Regions from separate parts of the Macaca mulatta genome. Here region 1 is linked to region 2. The links are chromatin contacts, called in public Hi-C maps. All regions are on one chromosome and are shown on one strand. Each heading gives the region's core, a stretch centred on a gene start, on an enhancer-like site or on the middle of the called end of the contact. The rest is flanking DNA. Distances are from core to core; before and after follow the strand shown. Region 1 overlaps KLF3 (KLF transcription factor 3). Region 2 has its middle 330 kb from the start of KLF3.

Region 1 (5,713 bases), core at 3,180-5,679, 330 kb before region 2:
GTCAATGAGGTGGTTACTATCTTCCCATTTTACTGAAAAGAACACTGAAACAGAGAGGTCAAGTAACCTGCCTAACATCACACAGCTGCCAACTTGTAGAGCCAGGACTTGAACCCAAGGTAGTCTGACTTAAGACTGGTGGCCTTGGCACACCACTCTTCCACCTCCCCAGGCAGAGGACAACATTACACCACTAACAGTAAGTACGGGATAGTGATTTCTGTGAACAGGTTGGTCCCCAGAGAAGAAAGAATGTGGGGACAGTCTTTTCACATTAGTGAGTTTCCACCCCTTCCAACTGGCTCCTGCTGCCCACCCTGTCTCAGTATGCACACTTGGATGCAAGATCAAAAGACACATTCTGAAGGCCCCAAATTAGGCGATTATTCTTCCTAGCCAGTGCACCTGCATTGTCGATATAACTGCTGAGAAAAATTGGCAGCTTGACCCAAGTAAATACGGAAATCCTCATAATAACTGTACAAAGGTAGAAGGGTCAGGTCCTCATCCCATTTTAGAAATGAGGAAATGGAGGAACAGAGGTGAAATGACTCGCCCAATTTCACAGAGCTGGTTGGAGCTGCAGCCAGGAACAGAAGTGTGTCTGCCTGCAGACCCGGGCACTTTCTGTTCTGCTTCAGAGCCTGTGCTGTGGGACCGGCTTTTAGGTAAAATCGCCTAATGCTGGGGTCACTCCCCAGTAGGGAGGGTGTGGGTGTGCACAGCCACACTGGCCCATGGGAAGCAGTGCCAGGGGGAGGTTCCAGCAGGCAATTAAGATTTCAAAATGCCTTTTCAGGTTAGATCACTGCAGATCTACTCCATCCTATGGCATAACTCAGAGTAATGATTGCACATAATTTGAGATTAGCTCTAATAAGTAGGTACTCAATAAATACTTGTGAGATGAATAAATGAATGGATGTCAAACTACACTTCTCACATGCTAGGATAAACTAAGGGCAACGGCCCTGGAATGATGGTACACCAGGTGTCCTACATGGAAACTCTGTCCAGCGGCTGGTGAAGCCAGCCTGAAACGTCATCTTCTAAAATGCAAAGTCAACGTGAAAACTTTGGGAGCCTGGGAGAGAAAAACTCCCTGGTTTGGAAACTCAGTGGAACAGGAACTTGATCTTACAAATGAAAGAGGCTTTGGAGTGTGAAGCTTTGGAAGGTACCAGGGGTGCAAAGTACAGGAACAGATAAAGGAGTAGATTTCAGTGATTACACTTAAACAACAGTGGTAGCAGAAAGAACAGCAAATAGGCCAAAGGAGAAAAAAGCCCACACTTGATTCGCAGGGCGCTCTCCAGAGTAGAATCCACTGACCTCAATATCCATTTGATCTCTTATGTCCAGATTTGGCCAAACTCCACTGATTTGGGTTGAGACTAGCTCTGGGCCATCCCTGGCAGGATCCACAAGCCTTCCAGAGACTGGCAACCATCTTGAGGATGTCCCAGACTAAGCAGGGCAATTCTGGGTCCTCCTGCAAAGGGCCTGCCTCAGGGAGCGCCCCCTTACAGGAAACAGGGTAAGTAAGAGCCAGACCCAGGGGTTACATGAAATGCATGGGCTAGAGGGCCACTTAACTCGCTCTCTTCTGTCTCCAGCCCTTCTAAATAATTAGATGGAGAAATGATAATGAATTCAGCCTGCTGACACAATAGAGTGACTTTCAAAACCTCCAGGAATCTGTTTTGCTAAAGAAAGAACTTTACTACAACCCCTCTGACCAACGGATACAAAATGCACAGATCATTTTTTTTTTCTCTTACTGTTCCATTGAATATGGTCACATTACAGAATTAGGACAGGGCCAGTTAAGAGGACACCTTTTTTTTTTTTTGAGAGAGTCTCGCTTTTGTTGCTCAGGCTGTAGTGCAGAGGCACAATCTCGGCTCACTGCAACCTCCGCCTCCTGGGTTCAAGTGATTCTCCTGCCTCAGGCAGCCTCCCGAGTAGCTGGGATTACAGGCGGCCGCCACCACACCCGGCTAATTTTTGTACTTTTAGTAAAGATGGGGTTTCGCTATGTTGGCCAGGCTGGTCTCAAACTCCTGACCTCAGGTGATCCGCCTGCCTCGGCCTCCCAAAGTGCTGAGATTATAGGCATGAGCCACTGCGCCGGGCTGAGGACACTGTTTTTTTGCTTTGGAAGAAATGAATCCCAGTTCTGGTTCAGAAACTGTCAACAGCATTGTGCCTCTTCTACGACTACTAAATTTCAAGGAAGGAGAGCTGAGCTGGGGGGAAAAGCAGGGCTATCCCCGCCTTCAGACAATGCTGTCCCTTATCAGGGCAGACTGCTGTCTGGTTTCCTGTCTCCAGCTTGGGCATGACTGCTTAAGATGAGAAACATGGTCTGAGAAAGGAACAGCGTGGTCTTGACAATGAGAATGCTAGCGACCATCATAACCCTCTTCCAACTCACTCCCAAGAGGAATTCTGACTAGAGTATCACATACTAGCAAACCAGATATCAACTGTTTTAAGATTCTAGAGATTCGTTTTTTTAAAAAGCTAGAACCAATGATAAATGAAGCATTTCAGAAAGAATCCAAGTTCCAGAATAATGTAATTCCTAGTAACTTAAAGAATGAAGTTGCGTATATTTATTTTTCTTAAACACAACTGGGTGTGAAAGCAGAGAACAAGAAATACTGCCTAAGAAATCTGTCGTTTTATAGCAAAAAATGTTGATTTGAAAATATTAAGAAGGCAAGTATCTCAAGGGGGGATGCAGACACAATGAAACTAAATTAGGAATCATGATTGATATGGTTAACAAATAAAACTCTTATTCCCATTTTTTTGGTAATTATAGCAACTATAAGATAGTATAATTTTCCCCAACTATTCAGCTTAGCATTTAGAAGCTTGCAGAATTTTTTTCTGATAGAATATATTAGACCCTAATTATCTCTATTAACCACTTCATCTCCCTGCAAAAGGGAGAGGAAAGAATTTGGGGAAAGCCAAATACTCTTTACCAAACCTAGTTAGATTGTTAACAACTTTGGAACCAAAACAAACAAACAAAAACTTGCTTCAATTTGAGTTACTTATGAATTTTAAGCTTAAAAGCCTCTTGTTCTACAGGTCAGCTTAGTATTTCCAGTTGCTTTTCCCAAAGGAGAAAGAACTTATTGGGACTTCCAAAACTCCCAGCTTTTTTCATAGAAGTATCAGTAGCCAACTATTTGATACTAACAACTCTCTTAATATCCTATTTTATACTTTCCATTTATACATAAAGAATGTGGTGAAATGTGACATTTAAAACTAAAGCCCCATTATCATCCATTTGGGGGAGCAGAGGGCCTGATTTGCTGCTTCAGCAACTCTTGAAATTAATTCCACGGAGATGCTGTAGATGATTCCTTTCCATTAAAAAAAAAAAAAAATCCCCAAGTTTACAAAAGCACTTTTCAAAACTTTTTTCAACCAAATATTTCCTTAAATCTTAGTTTCTCAAGAACCAACAGAAAACTAATATTAAGGTAGGTCTTAAATAGTTATCCCAGAAATTCACTGACCCACAACTGACAGAGTATTTAAAAAATAATGAAAAATGTTATTGTAAAACAAAAATAAGAGTATTCTTCTTCTGTTTTCAAAATAGATTAAAATTTTCCATACGATCTGTCATCAAACGAATTTGCTATTGCCAGTTCTCCTTTTCTTTGAGCGTTTTAATTCTTAAAAACGGGTTGGAAATGATATGTAGAATATTATACAGTGAAATCTTTGTCCTTAAAATATTATCCTGATATTTAAATCTTTGTCCTTAAAAAGAAATAATCCTGGGATTTTCTCAATGTCTTATGCTTTGCTTCAGTGATTTTTCTAAAGATTTTTCCTTCCAAACATAAGCAAGACTTTCAACTAAGGCCAGGCTGCCAACACTGCTTAAATTCTCCTCCATCCACGGAAGCCACCTGGAGCAGCCTGGGTTAAAACGTGAACAAGGGTGGGCCACATCTTTCAGATAATGCCAGGTCTTCTAAACTGTAAGGTGTTAATCCTGATCTGAAATTGACAGCTTCAGGGCAAAATGCCTATCTTAAAACTTAACACCCTAACCACCTCAACACAAGAATTACAAATAAAAACAAAACTCCTTTAGGTTTCTTTGCCAAGATGGACCCAAATTTCCCCAAATCACAATCTGGCAATAAAAAATGTAAAAAGGTAAAAGCATTTATGCACCCAGACAAATGCAGTGGAGCAAAGGGTGTACGTAAAAAGGTTAACTGACTTCTCATTATGACATAACACAGGCGTCTTAAGCAATATCAAGTGTGTAGAGACATGATAACTCCATGGGTGGGGATACAGAGTTTAGGGGCAGGGACCTCAGCCTGGTCTGGGCTACTGATCTACCAGAAAACAGCCTGAAACAGGAAAGAGCACACATATGCCACTTGGAATGTATGACGCAAACCCCAGCCTTGAAACAAAGAACAGGAAACAGCTCTGCTGGCTGTGCTGGAGAGAAAGCACAGAGAAACATTTAGCCGGCCCTCCCTGACCCTATATTCATGAGCAGCTGGAGTTTTTTAAGACAACAACAGGGGGGTGGAGGTGTTTGTTCTATGGGTGTGAATAATAACACCAGCTTTATACAGGGGACCTGCCCTATTTACAAATAAGAGCTGCCACATACAGTAAACATCATAAGTGAAATGTGATTTTATCATATTCAAGCAGCAGAGACCTTCCTAACGAACACTAGCCTCCCTCCTGATTTCTTTTGTCCCTTTCTGCCCCATTCCAATGGCTACTCCCTAGCTCTGATCAAATTCCGAGTTAGGGTAATGATTATGGTTCAGCCTCAGTGCATCAAGAGGAAAAAAAAGCACTGCTGTTAGGAATTCAGATTACAACTGGGGTACCCCACAGAACCAAAACTGGAGCAATTGTAAGCCTCCTTTAGTCACAGAACTAAATTCCAAGACAGACTATGGGATGTCTAGAATAACCCAAAATTTTCACTGTCTTTTTCAAATGCAGTTATACACATTTTTTGCACAGAACTGCTCATCTGTTCAACATATACACACATTTATAGAAATTCACCTTTTAAGAATGTGATTCTGTTCCTGACATTTAGTCTAAAAATTACTATAAAATCTGTACACCAGAGTACTAATTTCTAGAAGAAATTCTAAAATGTCTACTTTCCCTTTGGGTTATTTTTAAGATGGTAAAATCCATTCACAGTTCCTTTCCCATTATTTCTCTTTACTTTGTTAGCTAGGACTGTTTAACTCAAGCTTACATTATCAAAGATTTAAGAATGTGGTGTGTGCAGACGTAAGTAAGGTAAGGAGAAAAAAAAAAAAAAAAAGAAAAAGAAAAAAAGGAAAAAAAAAAAAAAAAGCATCACAGTGCCCATAGCAACAAGAAGATTGGGTTTTAATTTAGAAACTTTGCAGTGAATAAAACAATAGCTTTCTGCAAAACTCTGTTGTTTTGTACCTGACAAGGTTTTGTGGTCTAAGCAGCTACTTTTCTTTGTTATTCCCATGTTGAGATTTTTATACTTGCATTCTCTTTCATGCAAGCTAAATGTTCTTTACAATGTATCATCATTGAACTTACCGATAGCATATTAGGTTTTTTTCTTCTAATAAATAGTTCTGCAGCAAAGCCCACTGACTGCAGAAATGAAGAAATCAGTTTCTCTAGGGAGTTTAATTTAATC
Region 2 (6,414 bases), core at 2,250-4,749:
CCATCATCTTTCACTTGGACTCAGTAGGCACTTCACTTTCATTGTTCTGCTGCTTATCTTCCTCTGTCCACTGCATCCTTCATCCAGCCACCAATGTGTTCTCTCCAAAATTCAAATCTAAGCGATATGATTCTCTTAAAATCCACAGCTTGCCATGACTCTGTGGTTCTTAAACCCTAGTGTGCATCAGAATCACCTAGAGGGCTTGTTAAAACCCAGAATACCAGGCCTCATCTAGAATGTTCTTCCCTCTTCCACAGTTCCCTCTTTCTCCTGCTGAATTCTTCAGTGAAGGCTTCTCTATTTCCTCCACCTCCACCATCATCATCACCATTATCATCACCAACACATATTGAGTGCTGACTGGGACCATCCCACTGAATCAAAAAGGAAAAAAAAAAAAAAACCCATGGCAATAGGGAACATGATTCTCCCCATATTATATAGACAATAAAACTGGATCTCAGCTAGGTCTAGAAACTTGCCCAGAGTCACACAGCTAGTAAATGGTGGAGCCGGGATTCAATCCTGGCAGGCTGACTCCAGTATTGAGGCTCCTGAACCTACTGCCTCATCCAAGCGGAGTGAAGCCTCCTTCCTCAAAACACTCCTCCCTGTCACTTACATATGGAAACACACATACCCTAGAATGTGATATCTCCCTTAACAGAGTGAGTTATTCAAAGGTGGGTCTTTCTTTCCTTTTTCTTCTCTTCTCCTCTTCTCTTCTCTTCTCTCTCTTTCTTTCTTTCTCTGGTTCTGTCACCCAGACTGGAGTGCAGTGGCATGATCTCAGCTCACTGCCACCTCCACCTGATGAGTTCAACCAATTCTCGTGCCTCAGCCTCTGGAGTAACTGAGATTACAAGTGTGCACCACCATACCCGGCTAGTTTTTGTATTTTTGTAGAGACAGGGTTTCAGCTTATTGGCCAGGCTGGCCTCAAACTCTTGATCTCAAGTGACGCTCCCCTACCCACCCGCCACGGCCTCCCAAAGTGCTGGGATTACAGACCTGAGGCACGGTGCCCAGCCTCAAGGGCAGATCTTAATCTTTGTTTCCTATGCCTAGCACCGAGAGGGTACTAAATCAATGTTAATTGTTAGTTACTTGAGCTAGAGTGTTTGCAAATAAAAGGTAAATTTTCTGATGGGTTCTTGGGCCATGAGAGGTGAGAACTGTACCAGAGGATTGTAAGTTCCTTATACAAGTATCACGTTATATTGCGGATACATAGGTATCTCTATGATAATACCTACCAACGACACACAGGTTTCATCTTATATTAGGGGAAATCCCGTGAGGGGTGGAGATCCAAAGATCATTGCCGTCTACTCTTAGTGGGTCCACATCTTGTCCATTTCTATCTCGGCTACTCTAAATACTTCTTTAACTTATTCAGAGTGAAGGGAGTTTTTACCCCAGAGCAGAATGAAAGCAGAGATACCTAAATGGTAGTTTTACAGGAAACTTTGGTTAACATCTTTTCTACTGGTCTAGAAAAATACCCTAGGAAGTCACCATTTTAAACAAACAAAAAAAAACAAAAAAAAAAAAAAAAAAACACAGGAACAGGTGCATTAGAATACAAATCTCATGTGTATTTGGAACCAAGACCAACGTTTTCTGTAAATAACTACCATCAAAAAAAGAGTATCAGTTGTCTCCTACATCCAAATCCAAAGTGCAGGCAAACATCAAATTTTGGTTCTTCTCTCTTTTCCTGGGAATGAAACTGTTGCCAGCCAGCCCTCGGGGTTCTCCATTGCTGCAGTTTTGAAACTTTTCTTTCCCAGGTTAAGAAACTAAAGTTGTAATGGTGAAAGGAGAAATGGGAGAAAGCTACATCCCGGAGTAGAGGTGACCTGCCAGCACTCAAAGTTATCCCAGACCTAGTATGAGCTCAAGCTTAGGACGTTCGTTTCTTTTCCACCTGACTTCAAGGCGCTTGTCAAAGCGCAGCCTAAGTTAACAGGCTCTGTCAATGTGAGTACCAGAAGCCAGGCCAGCCACCTGCACTGCTGCAGAAGCCAGGGATACAATGAAAAAACACAAACGTTTCTCCCCATTTGCCGTGTACATTCTCATTCTTTCGCTAGGGACTGTACAAGAAATCCTGTCTTCTCTGGCAGGTTTCGGGTGGAGGCCCTGGGATGCGTGGACCCAGGACGGCCCATAATGCGGGCCTCTGCGTCCTCTCCCCCTCACATAGGGGCGGGAAGGCCAGGAGGCCTGGATCCTTCCCCAGAAGCCGTGTGGAGGTTTTCACTTCCTCTGATCCAGTGGACACATGTAATCTTTTTCTACAGCTCCCTGAGGCTGTTTTTTCCCACCCTACAAATCAGTAAGCATAAATTTTTGCAGAGAAGCTTGGAGCCATGGGTTCTAAGTATTCAGGCAGCAAAAAAAATTAAATTTTCAACCGGAGCCGGGCAAGGACACACGGTCTCAGACGTTTCCTGCCCGAGTTGGAGCCGCTTTCCTCCTCTTGCACACATGCTCCCCCTACTGCCTGACGCTGGAAGTGCAGCCCTGGCTCCGGGGCAACAATGAACGCCCCAGCTTGGCCCTGGGATAGCGGGTGAAAGATGGCAGAGCAGAGAGGTTGCAAAAAAAAAAAAGCAATAGTACATCCTTCATAATTCTCCCACTGCTCTGGGGAAGGCACTAAGCTAAGTCTTTTCGTTACATTTGAAGAATAAACTCTATAATAAAGACCGAATAAAAGTCCCCCCTGAAGAAAGCTTTGCCAAATAAGTTAAAGTTAGGTCTCCCTTAAGGGTTCAATAAATGAAAAACAACTTCAGTTTTAGATTCAGACCCCGTGAAATCCCCAAACCCCTTTGGATTTCAGACCCTTGGAACGCAGATCCAGGTTTTGCGCCTTTATGTGATGAGTGAACTTGGACATCTTATTTAATCTTTTTGAGCCTCAGTTTCTTTCTCTGTAATTTGGGCATATAAGACACTGTTGGTCTCATAGTGTTGCTATAGAACGTAAATGAAAGAACGTGAATGCATGAGAAAAGCGTTTTACAACATAAAAATAAATGTGAGCTGTTTCCCTTCCAATCCAACGCACACACACCCCTTTTCCATCCAAGTGGAAATGGCCGTCGAGGCAACCTAAACCCCTAAAAAAGGAAGTAGGGCAAGGAAAGCCCGGTCACAAACAGGAAGTAACAGAAATGCCACTGAGAAACATTCTTTCAGAGAGAAGAAAGAAAAACAGTCCTGGGCTGTGTTTTTGAAGATCAAGTTAGATTTAGTTAATGATCTGGGGTGTTGCCAGCCCGACTTGACCCCCTAAATAGGGGGTTTTCAGAGATGGTTAGGAAATTCTTGACCTCGATTTGACCTCACAAATGGGAATTCTCACTCTGCAGTTCAGGAGCTCCGCAGCTGGTAGCTTCCTGCCTTTTTAAATGTAGGTCTCTCCTCCTTTTCCCCTGCGGCCATAGGAGGGGCCGAGCGCTCAGCCGGCTGGGAGGAGCTGGGGCTCCGCCTGCCCTCCCTCGCCCTGGGGAGCCGCCCTGCAGCGCCTCTCGGGTTACTGCCTCCCTTCCTGGCTTCACAAACTCGCCACATGGTAGGTTGGCTACTTAAGGGAATGTAAGAAAAAGCACTAAAGTGACGGCATACAAAGAAGTTTTACAGCTCTGGAGATTATGTCAAATTTTCCTTCCAAATTTTTCCTTAGAGGAGACAAGATCCTAGATTTTTTTTTTTTTGAAGGAAAGGGAAAAAAATGCAAAACGAAAGGGAAACATAACGTATCAGGACACATTGTGCTGTTTATTCTCTTGTTTTTCTTTTCTCATTTTTGAAAGCTCTTTCAAGAATCTTACTGCCTTTCTTGTCTTTTCCTTAATCTTGTGTGTTTTTAAGGTAGGGAAGGGAGAGGATTAGAAGCCTGTGAATTTTGTCAGGACAAGACTTTCCTAAGCTTTTCATTTGTTTGTAGAACCAGAGTTCCTTCTCTGGTCCAGACTAAGAGGCTGGTTCCTGTCTCCTTCGCCTGTACCTCTTATTAAAGGACCCCTCCCACCCTTGTCAAAATGCTTGGTAAGAGTTGGAAAGTCAAGAGATCCATCCTTTGAGCGACCCTAGTCTGCAGACAGTGTCAGAGAGACAAATACAAATATTCTTAAGATGGTATCATGCCCCATCTTAGACTTGGTTGTTTTTCAATGACCTCAAACTGTACACTTGTTACAGGAAAGGGGTCCCCATCTAGACCCCATCTAGATCTCGCACAAGAAAGAATGCAGGGTGAGACCGTAGCCTAAAATGAAAGCAAGTTTATTAACAAAGTAAAGGAATATGCTTTGGGAGGCTGAGGCGGGCAGATCACCTGAGGTCAGGAGTTCGAGACCAGTCTGGCCAACATGGTGAAACCCAAATCTACTAAAAAAAAAATACAAAATAGTCAGGCATGGTGGTACATGCCTGTAATCCCAGCTACTCGGTGGCTGAGGCAGGAGAATCGCTTGAACCCAGGAAGTGGAGGTTGCAGTGAGCTGAGATCGTGCCACTGCACTTCAGCCTGGGCGACAGAGCCAGACTCTGTCTCAAAAAGAAAAGAAAAGAAAAGAAAAGAAAAGAAAAGAAAAGAATAAAAGAATGGCTACTCCACAGACAGAGCAGCCCTAAGGGCTGCTGGTTGCCCATTTTTATGGTTATTTCTTGATGATATGCTAAACAAGGGGTGGATTATTCATGCCTCCCCTTTCTAGACCATATAGGGTAACTTCCTGATGTTGCCATGGCATTTGTAAACTGTCATGGCGCTGGTGGGAGTGTAGCAGTGAGGATCCTACACTCTTATTGCCATCTTGGTTTTGGTGGGCTTTAACTGGCTTCTTTATTTACTGCAACCTGTTTTACCACCAAGGTCTTTATGACCTGTGTCTTGTGCTGACATCGTATCATATCCTTTGACTTAGAATGTCTTATCTACCTGGGAACTCAGCCCCGTAGGTATCAGCCTCATTTTACCCAGTCCCTATTCAAGATGGAGTTACTCTGGTTCAAACGCTTCTGACACAGTGGCTTCCAGTTGTACCTGCACAACTGAAAACTCCACCATGAGGATGATGATAATGGTGATTTCAAAGCGTTTTCACAGTTGAGCCAGATGACAGCCTATGGGCACACAGAACAGGTGAATTAAGCTGGTGTCACAGATGAGGAATTGAGGAGCAGAAAGGTACAGGGTTGAGTCCAAGGCCACTCAGCTGGTTCCCTAGGAAGACCAGACTAAGAGATTAAGGTCCTGTGAATGACACTACATCATTGAATGCCCATTATGGCACTATTACCAACAGGTTCTACAGGCCCTCATTCATGCTAAACAAATAGACTGTCACCATTATTAAAATAGGGTAACAGAGCGTTTAAAGCAAGCTACCTTTTGACAAATTGCCTAGAATGTGTTTCCAATGCAAAAATGGGACTCTGAGTCCCTTTACATGAATAGTACAGTTTTTAAGTTAAAATTTTATTTGAGTGGGTCATTCACTTACATGACTCAAAAGTCAAAATTCTAAAATATAGTATACCTGAGAAGTACACTCGCTGCCACTTCTTTCTCTTAATCCAATCTCTCCTCTTCCTTTTCTCCCTTGTTGGTAAATCATTTTTATTACTTTTTTTTTTTAATCCTACCTATGTTTCTTTATGAAAATACAAAGTACAAAAATGTGTATTCTTATTCTTATTTCTTTGTAGTCTTACAATAAAGAGAGTGTATCTAGTGCATTTTGAATTGGTTTTCTGGAAGTGGTGGTGGGCTTTGCTAAATCATCCCGCTCTTACCTGGGAACCGCAAGGATTGTGGAATTCATCTCCAGACAGCTCAACTGTGACAGAGAACCCGAGAGTTCAAGCCATGGAGGCTCCAGTTGGATCAGTTTGCCCCGTAAACCTAGGGCCCTCATGAAACTGGAACCAGACATGGCTGTAGCTTCAAGGGAAGCCTGGGATTTTCTGCCAACCACTGACTGAGGCAGCCAATCGATTCACAGGGAAAAGCTATCTAGAAGCTGCTCTGGACTGGAAAAGATACAGATCAGACCAGCAGAGACTGTCTCCCCACCCACCTATTATGGGTTTACCACAGTGGCTCATGAGGAGGAACTGGAGACAGACCTGGGACCCTGCAGTCTCCATGCTGTTGACATGGCAGGTCCCAAGGAGAGGGCTGGCAGGTTGGGGGACCATGTGTGTTGCAGAATCACTGTTGTCCCTGCTATTCATTTGCCAGGGCTGCCTTTAAACACAAACTGCGTGGCTTAAACAACAGACATGTATTGTCTCATTGTAATGGAGGCTAGAACTCTGAGATCCCAGTGTCTGCATGGCTGGTTTCTTCTGAGAGCTGTGAGGGGCACATCTATTCCAGCCTCTCTCCTT

The links. Hi-C and Micro-C count contacts between places; a contact is called where the count stands out from the background.
Region 1: a contact with region 2 is called in a Hi-C map of CD4 T cells, with 5 times the contacts expected there. The contact joins two enhancer-like sites. A contact is called at or near these places in 7 of 14 Hi-C or Micro-C datasets (CD4 T cells, blood, cortical neurons and 4 more).

Annotation. Positions count from the first base shown.
Region 1 is chr5:37,888,872-37,894,584 of T2T-MMU8v2.0, reverse strand. The region is part of intron 1 of KLF3 (KLF transcription factor 3); the gene reads right to left. Among named protein-coding and RNA genes, the nearest start is that of KLF3, 4.6 kb to the right of the region's middle. Within about 2 kb of position 4,429, at least 28 of the 40 cell types and tissues checked have an H3K27ac peak or open chromatin away from gene starts, as enhancers often do. A contact at or near this core is called in CD4 T cells, blood and liver, where this site is marked.
Region 2 is chr5:37,556,651-37,563,064 of T2T-MMU8v2.0, reverse strand. No RefSeq gene overlaps it. Among named protein-coding and RNA genes, the nearest start is that of KLF3, 330 kb to the left of the region's middle. Within about 2 kb of position 3,499, at least 28 of the 40 cell types and tissues checked have an H3K27ac peak or open chromatin away from gene starts, as enhancers often do. A contact at or near this core is called in CD4 T cells, blood and liver, where this site is marked.